Linked DNA regions of Sus scrofa: region 2 is linked to region 1. Evidence: chromatin contacts called from public HiChIP or PLAC-seq data. All regions are on one chromosome and are shown on one strand. Each heading gives the region's core, a stretch centred on a gene start, on an enhancer-like site or on the middle of the called end of the contact. The rest is flanking DNA. Distances are from core to core; before and after follow the strand shown.

The links. HiChIP or PLAC-seq counts read pairs in DNA pulled down with a chosen protein or histone mark.
Region 2: a contact with region 1 is called in an H3K27ac HiChIP or PLAC-seq map of alveolar macrophages. The contact joins two enhancer-like sites. A contact is called at or near these places in 2 of 47 Hi-C or Micro-C datasets (alveolar macrophages and embryonic fibroblasts) and 1 of 2 datasets of contacts at active chromatin or transcription factors (alveolar macrophages).

The regions. Positions count from the first base shown.
Region 1 is chr12:11,762,385-11,770,320 of Sscrofa11.1, reverse strand. ARSG (arylsulfatase G) reads left to right here. Exons shown (of 12, transcript XM_021066718.1): 10 at 3,784-3,904. Among named protein-coding and RNA genes, the nearest start is that of WIPI1, 51 kb to the right of the region's middle. Within about 2 kb of position 4,845, at least 28 of the 83 cell types and tissues checked have an H3K27ac peak or open chromatin away from gene starts, as enhancers often do. A contact at or near this core is called in alveolar macrophages, where this site is marked.
Region 2 is chr12:11,974,995-11,982,930 of Sscrofa11.1, reverse strand. No RefSeq gene overlaps it. Among named protein-coding and RNA genes, the nearest start is that of GNA13, 12 kb to the right of the region's middle. Within about 2 kb of position 3,285, at least 32 of the 83 cell types and tissues checked have an H3K27ac peak or open chromatin away from gene starts, as enhancers often do. A contact at or near this core is called in alveolar macrophages, where this site is marked.

The DNA.
Region 1 (7,936 bases), core at 3,596-6,095:
ATTCGGCTGGTTCTGTGCGGTCTTGAGGCTCCGAACTGAGTCCTGGAAATAGGAGCTGCAAGGAGATGACGTCGCGTCGGGGTCATCTGCCTAGGTGTCATGCTGCCGGGGCAGGGCCTGGCCACACATCCCCTTTCACACACCGCCTGTGCCTGGCAGTGGGCTGTGGAGGGAGACGGGGAGGTGGTCTCACGCCCACCCTCCCTCCTAGCGCGCTCTGCTCTGCAATGGACATGCGCACTGCCCCCCACCCTGTGCTCCTTAAAGATGGTGCTGGATTCCAACAGGGACCTGAAGGGGGCCTGGAGGGAGGGCCGCCTCCCTAACCCCAGCTTTCCCCAGGGATGACGAGAGTGGAGAGCCAATTATAACGCAGGAAGAAACGCACAACTAAATGCCAAAAAAGATGTGCCCCCCCCCCCCCATCCTCCCCTGTCTTAGGGACCACTCCCACCCTTCCAGGTCTGGGGGATGCTCTGCTCTCCCTCCCTCACTCCAGACACAGGACAGAAACGCGCCCACCGCGTGCACCCCCATCCCTCCTCACCCCCTAACTTCCTGCCTTCAGGTCACACCCGCCATTTCCCAGATATAGTGTCCCCAGCGTCTAGGAGACACCCTTCCTTCCACCCCCACCCTCCACCCCAGGACAGGCCAGCAAGCACCTCGGTTCCCGTCTGCACGTGTCCCGCGGTTCCGGCTGTTCCGCCGGGAGCCGCTCCCCTTCCAGCCCAGCTTCCCGCTCCCCCCGCCATCCTCCTCGCCATCACCCAGTCAACGCAGCCAGGTTCCTCTGGCAATTCCTTGGATGGAAACACAAATGTGCGCACTTCCTCTGAACCGACCTTCAGCGCCTGGGGCTGGCCGAAGCCAAATGAGAAAAAGATGAAAATCTTTTCACGTGGGCCCCAGGACCTGCAAATAAATGCTGAGTCCCAGCGCTGCCTTCTGTGTCATGGCACAAAGCAGCCTCAGTCTCCCCCCTTGCGTGAGTTAGCTCTTGACTGCCCTGCCTGGTTCCCAGAAGCCAGGGCCCACTTTCCGATAGAGCAGAGAGGCACAGCGCCGGGGCACGTGAAATTTAAATTTGCTTTTAAAGCCGGGCGAAAAACAACCACACTCTTTTAGGTTGAAGGAAATGGTAGTTAGCTACTCTTGATGTCAACACAGTTGTAAAATACAGTTTTGAGTGTTTCATATGGAGGAAGCGACCGCAAAGGCAACGGAACCAAGGTTTCATGAAGGTTAGAAAGTGTCTCCCTAAAGCCTTCCTCCCTGAGAATCATAGTAATTGTGGAAACTTGAAAATTAGGTTTGAGGTTGGTTTTTTTTTTTTTTTTTGGTCCCTTTCCCCAAGGTTTCAGAGACTCCCAGGACCTGTTTCCTAGGTAGGGTTTGCAGTGGCTGGGGGCCACCTTGGTGGGCTTTGCAGGACCGATGCTTTTTCCAAGTTGGCGCCGGGGGTTGGGGGGGTGGGTGGGCAGCCCTGGGGCTCTGTGTGCCCAGAGGATCTCCCACCCTTGGTGGTGCTGGGGGGAGCTTGGCTTCCTCCTTTCCATGAAGAGGGACCTCTTGGTAGCTTCAGGGCTCGGTTGGCGTGTCATGGAGAGGGATGCTTTTCTCGGGGACTGGAGCTTTCCTCTGAGCTCTGGATCCTCCCTCTGAGGATCTGGCTTCATTCTGGGGTAATAGGATTCCGTGAAGATTCGAATCAGTGCAGCAGGATTCGGATGCTCCGCCTCACGTGAGGGAGGGGGTGGGGCGGAAAGAAGATGGAGAAAGAAAGTAGACCACGCTTTCTGAACACTGAACTCGGATCCCGTCTTTCTGGCTCACTCATCTGACCCACCTGTGAGGCCGACCTCTCTTAGAGACATCATTTAGAGAAAGTTCCAACAAAGAGCAGCAGCCCCTTCCGCCCTGGCCTTTTCAGACTGCATTGCAGTCCTCTGTGCTGCCCGCTCTGAGGCAGGAACCTTGGACTCTGGACAGGTTTCTGGACCGTTCTGTCCTCTGCAAGTGCCTACTGAGCACTTCTTGACTTTGCATGCATGTGGGATGTCAGCTCCTGGAATGTGTATCTCTAGAGATAAGCCGCCAGCTACGTGGATTGTGAAAGCTAAAGGCGAACCAGAAACACCCTGCATCATAGTCAAAGGAGAGAGTCCTCCTGGGGTTGTAGGCAGAGTCCTGGACAGGAGGAGAAGAGGCTGGCAGAGGGGAGGGGTCCTTTCTGTAGCTCCTCTTGAAAAGTAAGGCTTTGAGTTCCCTGATGGCACAGCGGGTTAAGGATCTGGCGTTGTCACTGCAGTGGCTCAGGTTGCTGCTGTGGCTCGAATTTGCTCCCTGACCTGGGAACTTCCACATGCCTTGGGTGCAGCCAAAAACAAAACAAAACAAAACAAAACAAAAAACCCACAAAAAAAGATTTAAAGAGAAAGATGATGTGGTGATGCCACCCTCCCCAGACTCAGATGTAGACCTGGAGACCTTCCCCCTGCACAAGTCTGAAGTTTGCCACTGTGCCCAGCCTCAGGTGGCCCCTCCTTCCTGGGGAAGTCCAGCTTCACGCTGCCCTTGCCCTCCGGGCTCCATCCGGTCCCACTGACTCAGCGGGCCTGGCTCGCAGGTGCACAGCTCGGGTGGAAGGGGCAGCCGGTCTGTTCCTGCTGAAGAGTTTTTCCCTAACGTGAGCACAGTGGGCTGGCGGGAGATGGGCCTTAGAGCGGAGTCAAAATTGTACCACATGACTTCAAACGAAAATCAAATTAACAAAATTCACCGAAATGTTCACGGTGGCTGCCTTTGGGTGAGGGACTGTTTGTGTGCTGGCTGCTCCTTTGGATTTCTGGATGTTATCATTTCTTCTCACTGGGGACACGTACTTATTTTGTAATGGGAGTGAAAGAGCTAAGCAAAAGAGGCTGGAATGTTTCACACACAATGGCATTCTAAACAAAGACGAGGTATTTGTGACCCAGAGACCCAGGGAAGGAACATCAAAGTGAATGTTCTCTTGCAGGCACCCGTCACATAGTGTTCCCTCTCGGCGGGTGGCAGTGGCCTGGTTGGTGCCAGGTAGAACCCCTGAGTTCTTAGGTCTGCAGGGGTGCCCCTGTGGGTAATTATAATACAGACATCCAGTAGGCACTTTTTGATCACGCTAATAGTGGACTCTATTATTATCACGCCCATTTTAGAGACCAGAAAACGTCTTTTCTTTTTCTTTTTAGGGCCACATCTGTGGCATATGAAAGTTTCCAGCCTAGGGGTCGAATTGGAATTGTAGCTGTGGCATTGGCAGCGATGCAGTCTTGAACGCCACAGCCACAGCAACTCCCCAGCAATGCCACAGCCACAGCAACACAGGATCCCAGCCTCATCTGCAACCTGTGTCCCAGCTTGCAGTAACGCAGGATCTTTAACCCACTGAGCAAGGCTCCGGGAATCAAGCCTGCATCCTCGTGCATATGAGTCAGGTTCTTAACCAGTTGAGCCACCATGGGAACTCAGAGACCAGAAACCTGAGGCGTTTGAGGAACCGGACAGGTGGTGAGAGCTGGGACGTGAATGCAGGCAACACCACGGCACCATTCTGCCTCTTGGAGGAGCAGACATCCAACTGGGACCTGCGGAAGGCAGGCAGGCCCCGGGGAGGGGGAACCCCACAGGGGGCTGACGGTGCTCGGTCCGGGCTGGTCCAGGCGGCTCTTGACCACAGCACAGCCAGCGAGAGAGAGCCTGGGAAGGGTGGGGGCTGATGCTGTCCTGGTCTTCCTGCAGCGTGCTGGACATCTTCCCCACCGTGGTGGCCCTGGCCGGGGCCAGCTTGCCCGGGGACCGACACTTTGACGGTCTGGATGCCTCTGAGGTGCTGTTTGGCGGGGCGCCAGCTGGGCACAGGGTAAGCAGAGAAGGTATGTGTCCTACGTGGGCTTTTCAGGAGGTTGGCCTGTCGCCTCTCATTGGGGCCTGCCTGCCTTTGTGCAAACAGAACCATCCTCAGGAGATATACGTGCTGCCGAAGATGCATTTTGACAACCCCCGAGGAGTGACTCCTTTGAGATGAACCCCTCTTTCCACTCCCCCCCCTTTCTTCCCTAATTAATCCCCTGGCTCAACCCAGATTCCCCCCCCCCCTTTTCTATGGCCACAGCTGCAGCATATGGAAGTTCCTGGGCTAGGGGTCGAATTGAAGCTGCAGCTACCAGCCTACACCACAGCCACAGCAACACAGGATCCTTAACCTACTGAGCGGGGCCAGGGGTCGAACCTGCATCCTCATGGTTGCTATGTCAGGTTCTTATCCCACTGAGCCCCAACGGGAACTCCTCAATCCAGATTTATATGTAATAGTCTGGCTTAGGGTGGCCGTGCATTGGTGCTTATTCCCTGTGACGAATGATTTTTTTTTTTTTTCTCACCACGAATTAATTTTCTGACAGGATACAGGCACATGGCACATTTTTGTTGGATGCGGTGCGTGACCAGGGCTTGTGGGTTGTGTATGGTGGGGCTCCCCCGTCAGAATGGAAAGCTTCCGAGGGCAGGGTTCTCGCCGTGGAATTCTCAGTACAGGTGACACAGTGTCTGGCATCCAGCCGGCATGCAATAAGCTCACATTGAATGAATGAATGCATGAAGGATGAATGAATGAAAGACCTCTTGCCCTTGACTTTTCCTGGCTCCTAGAGGGCTGAGCACACGCACGGCTCTCCAGCCCCCAGTGTCCCCTGCTTCCGTGTGCTCTGAAGCCTTCGGTGGCAGCGGCAGCCAGGAAGGGTCGGGCCTGATGGCCTTTCCCTGTCTCTCTGTGTGTTTTACTTTTGCCAAAAGGAAGAGGAAGTGGGAGGAGGGAAGGAGGCCTGCGGAACCCGGAACCCCCTCTGGAAGGCCCGGTGAGCCCGGCTTCTCAGTTAGGGACCCACACATCAAAGGGTCTATTTCTGGCTTTACCGGGGGTCACAGGGAAGTGAGTCAAACGGACGGTGGCAGTTCCTGGAGCTGCCCTTCCCGGCAGCTGGCACACGGGTGCAGAGTGGGCCCCCTCGGAGGCTCTAGGGGTGGTCAGACGATGCCCGGGGTGGCCCCCCGAGAAGGACTGCTCCTCCCGGCCTCTCGGACCCCCTCCGAGCTGCGGACCCCTCCAGGCAGAGCCCTGCTCCCGCACCCCAGCCAAGCAGGAAGGTGGTTTCCGCCCCTGGGCTGCGAGTGTGCAGTATGTGACCCTGGGGGGTGACTGAGGACGTCAGCGGAGAGGTGCTCCCGAGTGTTTATGACACGGCTGCTAATAGAATAATTGGGGTCACCAGGAAGGGCTTCGGGGACTGCGGTCTCCTTGACGTTGTCCGGCCCCCGGTGGAAGCCAGCTCCTTGGCGCGGAACTTCCGCTTTCCGAGGCGAGAAGGCTCGCTCTCTTTCTCAAGTTGCCGCTTTCTGCAGACGCCTGGAGGCCCCTGCTTTGGGGCTTAACAGTTACTGGTCTAGGCCCCGATGGGGTTGGGCCCGGGAACTGGGTACGAGAACCAGAGAGAAGCCACAAGGCCGTTTGGGGTTTTTGTGGGGATGGATGATGGGTGGTGATGCAGCTGGCCTCGGGCGGATTCGCTCCCTAACCACACCCCGTGGCCCAGAAGGAAACAGCCGTGCTTACCACCTGCCAGAAGCTGCCGACGAGATCTTCAAGAGAGAAAGCGCCTGGGTGCTGGCACCTGTGGCCGTGTCCAGCCTTGGAGAGTGCTAGACCCCTGTCATGCAAATGAAGATGCTCGAGAGGCGGGCATAGGTTGCCAGTGGCCCTGAATTTGCCCTTGGTCTTTTCTGGTCAGCCCCAAAAGAGACGAGAGGAAATCGAATTTGATGAAGGGGGGCCAGGGGGTAAAAATATGAGTGATAACAGACACACACACCCATACATGTGTGTATACATACATACGCACACGTAAGTCTTTAATAAACACAACTCGTGTGTTCACTCTTGGCGACATCCGGGGCTCGTGACATTCTAACAAGGGTGGGTTTAGAAAACCATTCCAGTTTCAAGAAACTCCAAGTAACTCCTCGATCGTCATCTCAGAACAATATGCAAATACATCTCAGCAACGGGGTTCTTCCCTCTTTTGCAAATGAGTCACGGAAAGTGGAAGAGCTAAAGCAACCTGGGCCCCGGGTACCCTCTGGCAAAGCCTCACCGCCCCCACCCCAGGCCCCATTGGGAGAGGTTTACAAGCAAATAATGGGCTACTGGGTTTCCTGCTGAATGATCTTCTCACCACCCCCTTCGTGGGCAGCTACAGCTGTGGGGTCTGCGACATTCAAAACCAGTAGCCGCAGACACCATGCTGCAAGTTCCTGCATCTGCTTGGCCTTCTGCTGCCGACCTCGAGCAGTGAGAGATACCGCAAGGAGGGACAGGGGAGCCGGGCGGGGGAGGGCACACAGCTTGGCACCAAGTATCCTACTTTGTGCTTGTCTGGCTCCCAGAAGAAGGCGGAGATTGTAATGTCAAGTCCTCTCTCAGCCCCAGGTTGCCATGGCCAAGTCTGAAAATTGTCAGCCAAGGAAAGGCTTCCTTAATGGCTCTGCATCCATCCAGCCCAAACCAGTCTGGGGCTACGTGGGTCTTACAATGCTCGGTAAGTCCCTGGAGGTGGTACTTTGAGGAAACAGAGGCTGGGGCTTAGTCTCTGGAACACGGATCACTTCTCTTAGGGAGAAGGGAGGCCCCTAGTGGTGAAAGATGCTGTCCGGAGTGGTGGCCAGTGGCTGACCACTTTTGGAGAACTGGAGCCGTGAGCTCCCACCTGCTGGGGTCAGAGACCCCTGCTTCTGGGGAAGCTGCATCAACACCAGCCTAACGCAAAGAGACGCCCCCTGCTTGAAGCAAAACAAAACAAAACAAAGCCAACAGGTGAGAAAGACCACTGAGAAGATGCAACATGTTTGCAGAAGATAAAGTTATCTTTGAAATTTGGAGCGAGTGTCCTCTGGAGAGGAAATGTCTTCAGCTGTGATTCATGTGTAAATTCACCAGCCTCCTTCCTATGTTGATATAAACAAGAACGCCATAGTCAGTCTGCCCGAAGGGGAAAGAAAGGCATATACAAGTTTTCCAAAGTCCATCCACGTTTCTGAGAGTGAGCCACTTTGCTTCCTCTTGGATTTCGGAAGTGGTGCCTGGTAACGCTGGATAAATATCCTGAACGTGGCAGCCCACCCTTATGGATTTTCTGTTACTGAAACTCAAATAACGTCTGTGATTGGAACCGGCGGACCTTGACTCCCATCTTCTGGGTGTCTGAGGACATCATAGATCAGTTGACAATAGATTTTTCCAAGTCTCCCACTTCCTGCCCTTTCCAGAAGGAAACAAAACAGCCTCCTGCGGTGAGAGGCTTGGCTTCCTGCAGGGTTGGAAGAAGTGAGGGTTTTGAGTTGCGACTTCTTTTCCTGTTTGGAAGAAGCCTGCTGCCATCACACTGGGGGTGGGGTGGGGGTGTACTTGCAGGATTGTCACGAGAGCACGGAAGCAGCAGGTGTGGGAGGAGCCCCACCCTCACTGGCATCCTTTCAGAGCCGGGAAACTTGGGGGGACAGCTGTTTACTGCTGCAACAGATGTTTCTCATTTTTTTTTTTTTTTTTTTTTTTAGCTCCATGGAAACTTTGAATCACATAAGCGCCTTTCCAGCGATATATATCGGTCATGATTCATACCAGGGCTGGTCTCACGCTTCCAGCCTCAATCCACCAGCTTACTGAGGATGCTAGTCATTTGTTTTCTACCCAACCTTGCCCTAGGTTAACCGTGTGGCAGGGCGATTCTTCCATCCCTGGTGAAGAAGGTTTTCTCACAGTCTGAGCGCAGCAGGACCGCGTCAAAGGCGACCTGCGTCCCGAGGGAAGGCTGAGCGCAGTTCTGGACCAGTCATGCTGAGC
Region 2 (7,936 bases), core at 2,036-4,535, 210 kb before region 1:
AGGGGGCCGATGCTTATGTGGAACTTGAGTGATTGCACTTTCAAGTGAAGCGGCCGTCTGAGCTTTCTTGGAATCAGCATCTGCTTGGTCAATAGAAGGTACTTTCCATGTCCCCAGGGCCATGGTGAGAGCTAAGCACCCAGCAGGGGCAGGATAGACGTGCGGAGGCTCGAGGAACCTGAGTACATACAGGTCAAATCTCGGCACGAGTGTATCTGAAACAATACCTTTCGCCATAAGGGGACGGGTCTTGGTGGCTGGCAAGGCAGCAGTTCTGCTTGCACAGAGAAAAATCTTTACCGTATTTGCATGCGGTCAGTGCATTACCATATTTACATGTGATAAGTGCCATAACCGTCTGGTTGAATGATTGAGGGCTGAGCTAAGGGATCCCGCAGATCTGTGAGAATTTATTGAGCCCTTATTATGTGTACATTGTGGTGGGTAAGCAGAAGCAAAAGACACAGTCACTAGAAAAAGAGTCTGCTTGTATCAGGGAGCCAAGACTCACACGAACCAGCACAGACAGCATAAGGAAGGGGGTGTGGGGACACAGGCCAGGCTGGGTTCCAATCCCAGCTCTACCACATCCAAGCAGTGTGTCTTGGCACATTACTCAACTTCTCTCTGCCTCAATTTCCTTAAGAGTAAAATGGGAATGATACCAATCACAGTACTGACTTCACAGTGCCACTTGAAGGACTGACTAGCATATAGAAACACTTAGAACACTGGCACTCGATCAATGTTTATTGTTGTAGGGATTATTAGTATTGACTATACTATTAAGTGAGATATTATATATAAAGTGCTAAATCGTGCCTGGCACTGATCAAGCACTTACTCATATTAACTGCTATTATTAGTAATATCCGTGTTTAAGTTCTGAATTCGTTGTCTATGGCTGCACAACAAAACACCTTGAAATTTAGCAGCTGAATACAGCAATTAACATTTATTATGTCACAGAGTTTCTGTGGGTCAGGAAGTCGGCAGGCACTTAGAACTGCCTGGTTCTAGTTCAGGAGCTCTTGAAAGGTTGCAGACAGGGAATTGCCGGGGGCTTGACTCGTATCTCCTTCCTGGATAGCTCGCTCACAGGGCTGGCAAGTTGACACTGGCTGCGGGCAGCAGGCCTCCGTTCTTTTCCATGGGGTCCCCTGCCTGGGGCTGCTTGAGTGTCCTAACGATGTGGCAGCTGGCTCCTTCCCTGCCAGATAATCCAACAGAGCAAGGCGGAAGCCCAAGTGTCTTTTAGAATGAAACTCTGTGCCACAATAACCTATTGGTTATGGGGCTGGCGGGGCAGGGTGGCCCTGTTCATTTTGGGAGAGGCTACGCAAGGGTGTAAATACCAGGAGTAGAAACCCATTGGAGGCTACCCTGGAGGGGCTGACCACCACAAGCCCTAAATTGTGTAGCCGAGACTGTAAGTTCCATGGGAAAACTGAGAGGGAGAAACATAAGATAAGCACGCTTAAGGAATGTTTGGCTTTTTTAATAGCTAGATCTTGAGGGTTGTCCATCGCCGTTTCTTTTTCCTCAAATTCCTTATTTCTGTAGCAGCACTTGGAGAGCGAGGAGGCTAGGACTTTAATAATCAGAAGGGCAGAGGGGAGACAGAAGAAGTAGGAGGAAAAGTTTAAAAGAAGTTGGAGTTTCCATTGTAGCTCAGCGGGTTAAGAACCGACATAGTATCTGTGAGGATGCGGGTTCGATCCCTGGCCTCGCTCAGTGGGTTAAGGATCCGGCGTTACCACGAGCTGTGGTGTAGGTCGCAGAGGCGGCTCAGATCTGGCATTGCTGTGGCTGTGGCCTAGGGCAGTGGCTACAACTCCAATGAGACCCCTAGTCTGGGAACCTCCATATGCCACGGGTGCAGCCCTAAAAAACAAAAAAAAAAAAAAAGGAGGTTTACAAGAGGTGAACGGGACTTATTTGAGGGATAGTTTAAAAAAGGGAATGACACTGGGAAAGGAAAAATTCTAAAAATAGGGTGAAAGAGGCAGCCCAGGCTGCCTTTTGCAAAGAAGAGGCATGAAAGCCAAGTAAATACTTCTAAACTAGCTGGAGTGGAAAGTAAACATTAAGAGCATAAGGCTTTGGCAAAAATACATTTTTAAAATGCCTGTAAGCTTGTTTGATGTGGGGGCCTAAAAAATTTTAGAAGGTGAAAACTATTCTCCCCTAAGGGACATTCACTTGAACACGGTGCCCTGGTGGGGTCAAGGCAATACCAGGAAACAGACTTTAATAGCTTCCTTATATCAGGGTAGGAAGCTCAAGTTGATAAGAAAGTTGGAATCAAGCATCTCAGTTGGAGGAGTCTCCCCAGAGGAAGCACTGGAGCAGGAGATAGTCTGTGTTTACACAGCACTCTGGCAATGTCTGCAGTTTACACAAACTGCATCCTTGGGCAGCTGAAGATAGACCCGCCTGACCTAGAAAAACCCACATCTGGTGCCCAGCCAGCGCCAGGAGGAAGTGCCTGCCCAGACCCACCCAGCTAGTGAGTTCAAAGCTGCTTGAACATGCCCCGCACACACTGCCCTGTCACTGGACGCTGCAGTGCTGGGCAGGGCCGGGACGGTCACGTACGTATCCCCTTCGTGTCCTGCAGGGAACTGCCTGGTCAACTCTTTCAAGACTGTAATAAAACCTAGCATTTGCAAATCAGCGTGGGGTGTCCCTACGTGTTCCCCATAGGATGCTGAATGATTTGCACGTGCTGGAATGCTCTGTGCTGCTGAGAGGAGCGGCCTGAATCAGACCTTTCTGGATCGGAATCAGCATCATCCCTTGAGTGTGACCTTGATGAGTGCCCTTTCGCATGGCTCAGAGCTTCAGTTTCCCCATCTGGGAAATGGGAACAAGTCTAACAGATGAGAGGCCGTTGGCCAGTGCCTAGCACAGAGCAAGAAGGCAGGCACCAACCACCACCACGCTCTTGTTATTCCATGGTTATTCCCTGCCTCCTAGTCTGCGTCTGGATTCAATCCCCCAGCCCGCAGTGCTCTCCTTCCTGTTCCCTTCTTCCCTTCCTCTTCTTTCAAAACCCAACTCAGACACCACTCACCTGCTTTCCGAGAGGCCCCACCCTGAGCTCCCAGGCTGGTTGATGTGCTCGCTCTCCCGGCCAGCTGTCCCTGCTCCCAACTTAGTACCGTGTTGGCTGGTTGATCAGTTGACCTCGCCCCTTTGTCTCACACAATAGAGGCACAGTGCCTGGCCCGAGCCGGCACTCCCCACTCATCCAGACAATGCAGTGCTGGGTTTGCTTCACAGTCCATAGGTCTGTGTGCCTGCAGCCCCAGCAGGCTTGCTTTTGACCCGGACCATAGGCAGGAGGAGAGTGAAGATCACAGTGACTCAGGCCACTGGAGAATCACAGGAGCCGGGGTGGCGTGGAGAGGGGTGGGGTAGCGAGGGACCAGAAGCAGCTTCCTTTCCAGCAGAGCCTCCCCCGCACAACCCCGGCAAAGCCTGAATTCACGTTAGAAGCAATGCTCTCCCCCTGGGAAGCTATTAGGGGATGAAAAACTAGCCAGGGAGCTGTCGCAGCTTAGACGTTTCCTCCAGCTTCTGAAGTCTTTAATTCAGCTCCAGCTTGGATCCAGCACCTCCAGGAGCTCCCTAGAATTAAGGAGTGTCTTTCACAACCTCAGAGACTCTGGGTAAAGTCCAGGGTCACCGTGTGATTCAGAGGGTGGAGTGGATGTTATAAATTATACATGTGCTTTAAAAATAAAAACCCATAAAAAAAAAAAAGTCTCTTGGGCCTGGGTTCAGTCATCTATCTTAGAGGAGTAGCTCTCTGACAGGCAGAAGCAGTCTGGCTCTTTAAACCTTTCGGTCAACCCAGCTCCCAAGCATGCGACCTGCAAGCCTCCCATCATCTCTGCCTCTGTCCTTGGCCTCGCTCTAAAGAGCCTCCTTGCTTTCCAAGTGCTGTGGAGTCTGGCCTTGAGAAGTCCGAGGATGGTTCTCTCCGCTCTCCCTCGAGCCAGGTGCTATCACTGCCCACCTGGGTCACTGTAGCTGCCTCCAGGTGGTCCCTCCTGGCTGCGGCCTCTCCCCGCTCCTTCCCCTCATTGGCACCTGTGCCAGGTGGATCATCCTAAAACTGCACGTGGCACCCACCCCCCGCTCGAAAATATTATAGCGGTCTCTGTCTAGTGACAGCATAAAATCTCAGCATCATGACCCCGGAGGCCATCCCTTCCCAACCTGACTCCATCACGCCTTGTCGGCCTTAACCGATTCTCATCAAATCCGTGGCTCCCGGGTTGTCCCAGCACAGGGGTCTCACCTGCCTGGAAGGCCCTTCCTCACTCCTTTCCTTGTAACCAATCATCCCAGGCTTCCGTCCACTTCCTACGGATTGGCCCAGGAAACAGCCATCAGCTCCACGTAGCTATTGAGCCCTTAAAATGTGGCTAGTACCCTCCTACGCCGTTGGTGGGAATGTCAACTGGTACAACCACTATGGAGAACAGTGTGGAGGTTCCTTAAAAAGCTAAACGTGGAACTACCCCATGATCCAGCAATCCCACTCCTGGGCATCTATCCAGAGAAAACCGCAATTCGAAAAGATCCCCCCCCGCCCCCGCTTTATAGCAGCACTATTTACAATAGCCAAGACATGGAAGCCACCTAAATGTCTGTGGACAGAGGAATGGATGAAAAGGATGTGGTACATATATGTAATGTATGGCATATTACTCAGCCATAAAAAAGAATGAAATAATGCCCTTTGCAGCAACAAGGATGGACCTAGAGATTATCATGCTATGTGAAGTGAGTCAGACAAAGACAAATATATCACGTATAGGTGGAATTTTATTTTACTTTATTTTATTTTTTTTCTTTTTGCCATTTCTTGGGCCGCTCCTGTGGCATATGGAGGTTCCCAGGCTAGGGGTCGAATCACTGGCCTACGCCAGAGCCACAGCAACGCGGGATCCGAGCCGTGTCTGCAACCTACACCACAGCTCACGGCCACGCCAGACCGTCAACCCACTGAGCAAGGGCAGGGATCGAACCTGCAACCTCATGATTCCTAGTCGGGTTCGTTAACCACTGCACCATGACAGGAACTCCACGTAAAGGTGGAATTTTAAAATGATACCAATGAACTTATTTTTATTTTATTTTATATTTATTTCTTTATTTATTTTGCTTTTTAGGGCCACACCCGCGGCACATGGAGGTTCCCTGGCTAGGGGTTTAATCGTTTCCGCTGCGCCACGACAGGAAATCCCCAATGAACTTATTTACAAAACAGAAGCAGACTCACAGATTTCAAAATCAAACTTATGGTTACCAAAGGGGAAACATGGCAGGGGAGGGATAAATTGGAAATGTGGGACTAACATATACACACTACTATAAAAGAGATAACTAACAAGGACCTACTGTATAGAACAAAGAAATCTATTCAATATTCTTTAATAACCTATATGGGAAAGGAAGCTGAAAAAGAATAAATATATGTATATGTATAACTGATTCACTTTGCTGTACATCGGAAGCTAATACAACATTGTAAATCAACCATACACCAATAAATTTTTATTTATTAATTTGTCTTTTTTTTTTTTTTAGGGCTGCACCTGTGGCATATGGAGGTTTCCAGGCAAGGGGTCAAACTGGAGCTGGAGCCACTGGCCTACACTAGAGCCACAGCAACATCAGATCCAAGCCCCGTCTGCCACCTACGCCGCCACAGCTCATGGCAGCGCTGGATCCTTTAACCCACTGATTGAGGCCAGGGATCAAACCCTCATCCTCATGGATGCTAGTCAGGTTCTTAACCCTCTGAGCCACAACAGGAACTCCTCCAATAATTTTTTTTAATAAAAATAAAAATTTTAATGTGGCTAGTGACCCTGAGGAGCTTATTTTAAATTTTACTTAAATTTTAGTTAAGTTAAATGTAAAGACTGGCACGTGATTCAGGTACTGGGAAACGTGTAATTGTATTTGGAACAATTTTTTTTTCTTTTTTTTTTTGGTTTTTGCTTTTTAGGGCTGCACAGTAAGAATCTCTCTATAATAATCCTTATTTGATTACATGTTGAAATATTTTGGATATATCGAGCTCAATAAACTACATTGTTTAATTCAATTTCCTTTTTTTTTTAGGGCCGCACCCGTGGCACACGGAGGTTCCCAGGCTAGAGGTCCAATCAGAGTTGCAGCTGCCAGCCACAGCTACAGCCACAGCAATGCCAGATCTGAGCTGCGTCTGCGACCTACATCACAGCTCACAGCAATGTCAGATCCTTAAGCCATTGATTGAGGCCAGGGATCAAACCCACAACCTCATGGTTCCTGGTCGGATTTGTTTCTGCTGCGCCATGATGGGAACTCCCCAATTTCACTTTTTTTTTTCCCCTAACGCGGCTACTAGGAAATTTAAAATTATGCACATGGCTTGCATTATATTTTTACTAGCCACGTTCAAAACTCTAGATTCCTGAAGCACATGTGAGGGCCACAAATCCAGCTGGCTGCTGTCAGAAATGCAGGAAAGTGATTTCGGAGAAGCAGACAGTGGATACTCTTTTACATCACATACATTTAGAAGTTCCCTGGTGGTCTAGTCGTTGAGGATCCCTTGTTTTCACTGCTGTGGTACAGGTTTGATCCCTGGCCTGGGAACTTCTGCAATGCTGTGCGCCTGGTTCCCCCCCCCCAAAAAAAAGATGTGCATAACATGCATTTAGGAGTTCCCATGTGGTGCAGTGGGTTAAGGACCTGGCATTGTCACTGCTGTGGCACAGGTTTGATCTCTGGCTTGGGAACTTCCACATGGCCCTGGCATGGCCAAATAAAATAAACTAAAAATAAATTACATGCATTTAATGAGCCTTTACGATATGACATGCTAGATGCTGAAGGCACAAGGTCAGCTGGCCGTGTCCCTTGTCTCAGAGGGCCCAGTGGTTGAGGGGACAATTGCAGTCCAGTGTGAGCAATGCTATGATGGGGTGGGGGCAGGGGGTGGATGCTGTAGGACCTCAGAGACCAGGTACCTTGCCTATCCTGGGGAAAGAGAGAGGAGAAGGAAGAAAATGATGGGATGGACAGGGGTGGTGTCAGGAAGGAGAGGGGACAGGAAAAGGAAAGGAGCTGAAACAGAGGAAGATGGCCTGAGAAGCAAAACGGGGAGAACTTTGGATGTTTCCACTGCTGGACAAAGAGAAAAATGGCTGGCAGTGCTGGGATAGGCATGCAATTCACCAAGAGGGTACTTTGTGAAAAGAAACATCTCCCTGAGTTCCCGTTGTGGCTCAGAGGGTTAAGAACCCAATGAGTATCCATGAGGATGCGGGTTCAATACCTGGCCTCGCTCATGGGGTTAAGGATCCAGCATTGTCCCAAGCTGCAGCCAAGGTCACTGGGTCGCAGACACGGCTCAGATCCCACATTGCTGTGGCTGGCAGCTACAGTTCCAATTCACCCCTAGCCTGGGAACTTCCATATGCTACAGATGTGGCCCTTAAACAAACAAACAAACAAACAAACAAAAACAAAGAAACATTTCCCTAAGAAAATGCTATTTTTCCATAAGAGGATTATTTTGGGGGATGGAGGGAAGGCAATTGATAAAGTGCCCGCTGCTATTATTCGTGCCCTCACTTATGGAGAAGATTAAATAATTGAGAATAGGGCCACGGAGGGCCAAATCTTTGGGGAACCCAAGATATAAGTGGAGGTACATCAGAACTCACTGTGCTTTTCCTAGTGAGTCTGTTGAGTCAAGTCTGTCTGTCCCAGGGGGAGTTAAATAGCCCCCAAATCCCAAGTGTGTCTGTGATCTATGGGATTCTTAGAGAGAAAACCACCAAAAGCAGGAGGGGTCAGTGTTTGACTATCGGAGCACCTCACCTTTTCTGCCAAAACACACACGTGAGCTCCTAAATTACAGAGG